Linked DNA regions of Sus scrofa: region 2 is linked to region 1. A link is a contact called in public HiChIP or PLAC-seq data. All regions are on one chromosome and are shown on one strand. Each heading gives the region's core, a stretch centred on a gene start, on an enhancer-like site or on the middle of the called end of the contact. The rest is flanking DNA. Distances are from core to core; before and after follow the strand shown.

The links. HiChIP or PLAC-seq counts read pairs in DNA pulled down with a chosen protein or histone mark.
Region 2: a contact with region 1 is called in an H3K27ac HiChIP or PLAC-seq map of alveolar macrophages. The contact joins the promoter of CHMP3 here to the promoter of RMND5A in region 1. A contact is called at or near these places in 1 of 5 promoter capture datasets (liver), 10 of 47 Hi-C or Micro-C datasets (alveolar macrophages, fetal skeletal muscle, heart right ventricle and 3 more) and 2 of 2 datasets of contacts at active chromatin or transcription factors (alveolar macrophages and skeletal muscle).

The regions. Positions count from the first base shown.
Region 1 is chr3:58,095,394-58,098,178 of Sscrofa11.1, forward strand. It overlaps RMND5A (protein RMD5 homolog A), which reads right to left and starts at 1,459. Exons shown (of 9, transcript XM_021087278.1): 1 at 687-1,459. The coding sequence starts at 828. LOC110259986 (a long non-coding RNA gene) reads left to right here and starts at 1,592. Exons shown (of 4, transcript XR_002342541.1): 1 at 1,592-1,769.
Region 2 is chr3:58,205,466-58,208,197 of Sscrofa11.1, forward strand. It overlaps CHMP3 (charged multivesicular body protein 3), which reads left to right and starts at 1,456. Exons shown (of 6, transcript XM_003354734.4): 1 at 1,456-1,688. The coding sequence starts at 1,644.

The DNA of each region.
Region 1 (2,785 bases), core at 209-2,708:
TGAAAGGAAAACAAGTTAAAAACTTGACCAGGTAAGCAAGTTAACTACCAACTTGTGCCACAATGTGTTTCTGGAGAGTTCCTCCGTCTCATCACTGGCTCCAGGAGGAGAGCTGAACAGTTTGGTTCAGCTAGTTTCCTAGCAATCAAGTCAGTGCCGCTGCCGAATTAAAGAAAAACTGCTTCCACACAGAGTTAAATTATGGAGTTGCAGAAGCGGCTGTTCTGTTAACCCACAGCTAAGAATAACACTCAACTTTCTAATTTAAAAAAAAAAAGAAAAAGAAAGAAAAGGAAAGACGAGAAAAGTAAGTCTCTGCGCTAAGAGTTTGGGGCAGAGAAGAAAGAGGGGGCTCCCTGCACTGACTCTCTGTTTACCCAGAGCCTTATGCCCAAGGCAACTGACCAGGGGAGCCCAGCCCGGGAGGGCGGCAGTTTGCAGGTGCGACGGACGGCCCCACCCCCGTTTAACCTGGGCTGGAGCCCCAGGCTTCAGAATTGGTTTTCCGGGTGGGTTCGGGCTCACTCTTAATTAACAACGAGGTCGGGGTAAGTTGGAGACAAAACCGGAGAGAGAAGCAGGAAAAAGCCAAAAGGGCCGCAGGGAAGGAGGAGCCGAGGCCCCCGGAGGCCACCCTTCCTGGCCCGCCGAGGCCTGGCCCCGCGCGCCCACCCGGGCCGCCCTACCGTGGCTCTGCAGGATCTCGTGCTTGAGGCCGCCCGTGTAGTCGATAAGCTCCTCCAGGCCGCGCTCGCACAGCTGCCCGTAGCCCGAGAACTTGTGCAGCACCTTCTCCAGCTCGCGCTCCACCGTCACGCACTGATCCATCCCGGAGGCGGTGGCGGCAGCGGCGCTCGGCTGCCCAGCGCCCGGGTGTCCGCAGCCGTTCGGCCCGGGCCCGGCCGAGGCCGCGTCCTGCTCCTCGTCCCCCAAGCGGGCGGCACGGGAGACTGAAGAGGCGGACGCGCTAGCCCCGGCGCCGAGGGAGCTCCGCGCAGCCCGCGCCCGCCTGCCCCATGGCGCCCCGACCCCGGCGCGTCGCCGCTGCTCCCGCTCGTTCTTCCCACCCGGCCCCGAGCCCCCGCTCGCCGCGTTCGCTGTCCGACGCGGCGCCGCCGATTGTTTTTGTTTTCACGGGAACCGACCGATGACCTGGTTCTCCCGGGCGGCACCAAGCGCCGCCGACCCGAGGGGGGGCAGCCACCCCAGCGAGGGATGGAGGCGGCGGGGGCCGTACCAAGCGCACGCTCGTGGCGGGGGGAGGCGGCCGGCGAGCGCGGGCGGAGGAACGTGACGAGCGTCCGCTCGCGCCGCCGCTCTAAAGGTGTGGGCCCTACCACGCGGGAGGCGTGCAAGGGAGCGGGAGAGGGCGGAGCAAAGATCCAATTGGGCCGAGGAGCTAAATAGGGAACTTTGGAGCCAGCCCCAGAGCTCCGAGAGCGCTACAACTACGCGCTCCGTAAACAAGAGGGTGGAAACCGCCCGTCACCACTCCGCCCAGAAACGGAGAAAACGAACCAATAAGCGCCGAGAATACGTAAGGAACGAACGTCCTCCAATCCCTGGCCGAGGCCTAATCCTTCAGCCAATCTGGGACTAGAGGCCAAACCAATAGTCTCGCTGTTGGAGGGGGTGATTTGGAGAGCATCCTGGGAAGCAAGTCGTTTCTGGAAAGCCGTGAGGGAAAACAAGGCAGAAATAAAAAGGCCTATTTCCCATAGGACTTCGCCCCAGCCCTGAGTTATTTCATCTCCCTGTCATTCCTGAGGGTACTGTCTTCTCCAAGTTTTGGAAAGCAGACTCGCCGCCCCGAGGAAAAATCCAGCCAGGCCGAGCGGAGTGGGTGGTGCTGCGGGCGGGGGTCGCTAACTGGAATAAGAAGAGGGGGATTCTGAGGTGGGAGAAGGGGGCTGCTTGTTGGCCGGGCGTGGCCCGCGATCCTGCCTCGATTCTCGCTACACCGGGAGGTCACAAGCCTTACACCTCCACCCCCACCCCCGCGGGCCTCGGCCCTTTGGCCCCTGGGACTCTCCTGACGGGTTGCCTCACCCCGGGGGCAGCATCACGGAAGGGAAACTTGCGTCGGACCTCGGGGCAGCCTGGCTCCTGCCTCTTCGGCTCGTTATTCCATTGCTTCCGATGGAGTTACCCCCTTCGCGTGAATCCTTCCCCTGACTTGCCATGGCGCCTCCTACCTTGGCCTGTACCTACTTGCTCACTAAGCTGTGACTGCCCCGACCTTAGCTTAGCGTTCCTCCTAGAAGCCAAGTTGATGCTTGCCTCAGGACCTCTGTACTTAGCCTTTCTTTGGACTAGAAAACTCTTCCATCGTGTCATCCTAAAATTTTCGGCTCACTTGTACCACAGAGGGTCCCCCCCTGACCACATTCCCTCCTCCATTACTACACCATATTTATTATGGTCAATCATAGCCGTTTTACTATTTTCTCACCACTTGTTATCTGTTTCAGTTATTTTCATTCACTTTTCTGTCTGCACTCCTTCAATAAAGCGCTAAGGCAGCCCCCTGGCCTCTGTTTTCTGTGCCCAGAACAGTGATTGGCAACATAGTACCTGGTCTTTTTATTATTATTATTATTAAGGTAAAACCTTTTTGAGCCTCAGTGTCTCTTTTTATAGTTTGGTAATAATTAGAACTAATAATACTTCGATCTATTGTTAGGAAAATGAAGATAATTTAGGTAAACACCCAGTAGCACATGATAACTACATGATAAACAGTGGTGGTTGCTACTAGTGTCAGTTCCCAGGAGTAAATATGAGA
Region 2 (2,732 bases), core at 206-2,705, 110 kb after region 1:
ATATAAGTGATATCACATAATATTTGTCTTTGTCTGATTTACTTCACTTACTATGATAATCTCTAGGTCAAACCATGTTATTGTAAATGGCATTATTTTATTCTTTTTTTATGGCTGAGTAGTACTCCATTTTGTGTGTGTGTGTGTGTGTGTGTGTGTACACATATGCATGCACACCCCACATCTTCTTTATCTATTCTGTTCGACATTTAGGTTGCTTCTATGTTAAAGTGTCCAATTTTTGATATTGCATATATGTGTGAAACCACCCCCACAAACAACATATTATCCATCACCCCCCAAATTTTCCTTATGTCTCTTTGTAATCCCTCTTTGCCACCTCTTGGGAAACCAACCCCTGTCTCCTAACAACCAATAATCTACTTTCTGCCATTATAGATTAGTTTGCATTTAGTAAAACGTCACATAAATGAAATCATACAGAATGTACACTTTTTTGGGGGGGCTTCTTTCACTCAGCAAAATTATTCTGAGATTCACCCATGCTGTTGCATGTATCAACAGTTTCTTTTTTTATTGTCAAGTAGTATTCCACTGTACGGATCTAGCACAATTATTTTATCCATTCTCCTGTTGAGATGGACATTTGGATTACTTCCATTTCTTGGCAATTACAAATAAGGATACTTGTATAAGTCTCTGTAAGGACGTGTTTCCCCCCCCTCTTGGATAAATAGCTGGCTGTGGAATGGCTTGAGATAAACGTTTATTATTTAAACAACTTGCTAAAATATTTTCAGAATGGTTGTATCATTTTCCATTCCCACCAGAGATGGGAGTTGGGGTTGAGGCACTAAATGAGTGGATGCTTCACCATCAGCAAAGGAAGTAATTGTTGGTTCAATCAGGCTGCCCAGTAAAATGCGACCAGTCCTTTTTCGTCACAGATTCCTTTGAGAATTTGATTAAGGTTATGGTCTGCGTGGATTGAAGGACCACACAAGCACACACACAAATGGCTGGTAGGAATCATCCACGTTGGAAATGGCGATGGCCTGCACAAAGCTGTGACATTTGGCATTAGAAGGCTGGAGTTAAAAAAAAAAAAAAAAGTTACAGTTGTTGGGACCTGGTAAGAGGTGGAGAAGAGATGATACCCAGGTTTAGTGACTTAGTGATGGCAGAGACAACATAGGGAAGGAGAAGGTCCGGCGGGAGGAAGAAGAGGTCACTGCTGCCTTGCTACAAGTAAGGTACCTACGGGACAGAAGGGTGAAGCTGTTCGGAAAGTGGTTGTAAAAGTACCTTGTTGGTAAAGATAAAGAATTCCGGCGCAACAATACAGCGCGAGCAACGCAGCTGTAATCACCAGGTGCAGTCAATAAAATCGCATCTTTCGGAGGAATCACCTCCCAGGCCTAAGAAAACACAGCTAACTCGTCACGTGGGTCAGCAAATCCCCTCCCAGCAAGTGCGCAATCGCGTCAATCTTTCAGCGTTGACTCCGCCGACCTAAATCTGCGCATGAGTTCGGCGCATGCGCACCAGGACCCCAGCGGCCGCTCCCGACTCCGGGCGTCCAGCCTCCTCTTCCCTAACCCGCCCCGCCCAGGCGGCTGCCCGTGACCTGCCTGGGCGCAGGGAACGGAGAGCCGGAAGGGGCAAGACGAGTTCAGTTCACCATGGGGCTGTTTGGTAAAACCCAAGAGAAGCCGCCCAAAGAGCTGGTAAGGGCTACGGCGGCGGCACTGAGTGGGTGGGTTTGTAAGGGCTCAGTGGAGTTGGTGGTGGACTGGACCTTCTTTCCCCGCGGCTGGCCAGGTACCGCTCGGCCCCCATTTCCGGGGCCTCCCACTCGGTCGAGGGGCCGGAGGAAGTCTCTTAGGAGCCAGTTGTGGCGAAAGAAAACCTCTGTACCACAGCGCTCCGCAGAGGAGCCGAGGGCTAGGTTAAGAGTTATGCAGGCTCGGCACGGGGCGCGGAGGCAGCAGCGCCGTCCTGGCCTCTGGAACCCCTTCCTCTGCCGGCGTTGGTACGTCCCTCCCGGAACCTATCCCGGGCGCAGGCCCCGCCCCCCTCAGTCCGCCCACGGGCATGGGCGTACCTGCCCGTAGCAGGTGAGCTGTCCTCGAGGACCCCCTTCCCGATCACGGAGCGGTATAGGCGCTTGCCGCCCTTTCCCCACACAGTGCGGCGTGTTGAGAGGTAGGCTCTGGTTCTCATTCCGCTTCCCAACAACGTTATGTTGACACCAACCGCACAGTCATAGCCCAGACCCCACTTCGAAGAGTGGTACCGAAGATAATAACTCTGGACCTGGCTTAGAGTTCTGAATCTGCCTGTCAGCTGAGATCACGTCGGGATACTGTGGAGCGGTTGAGAGTGCCCTGCAGAGGCAGTGTGCCTAACTTTGAATCCTGGTTCTCCACATAATCAGCTTTGTGATCTAAGGAAATTTCATCTCTGTGTGCCTCAGTCTTGGATATCAAGCAGGAATATAATAGTATCACTTCGGACTCACTGAAGGCGAAAGCATGATAAGTTTTAGCTACTGGTGCTAGTTAGGATAAATTATATATTCTACAACCCTCTAAAGTGCAGACCAACAGCATCAGCAGCATCAGCATCACCTGGCAGCTTGTTAAAAAAATCTTGGTTCCTGTCTAAGATCTATTGAATCATAACGTTAATTCTGACAAGAGCGCCAGTGGTAAATATTTATGTTAAAGTGTCAGAAGCTTTACAGTACCCAGGTTAGACTTATACATAAT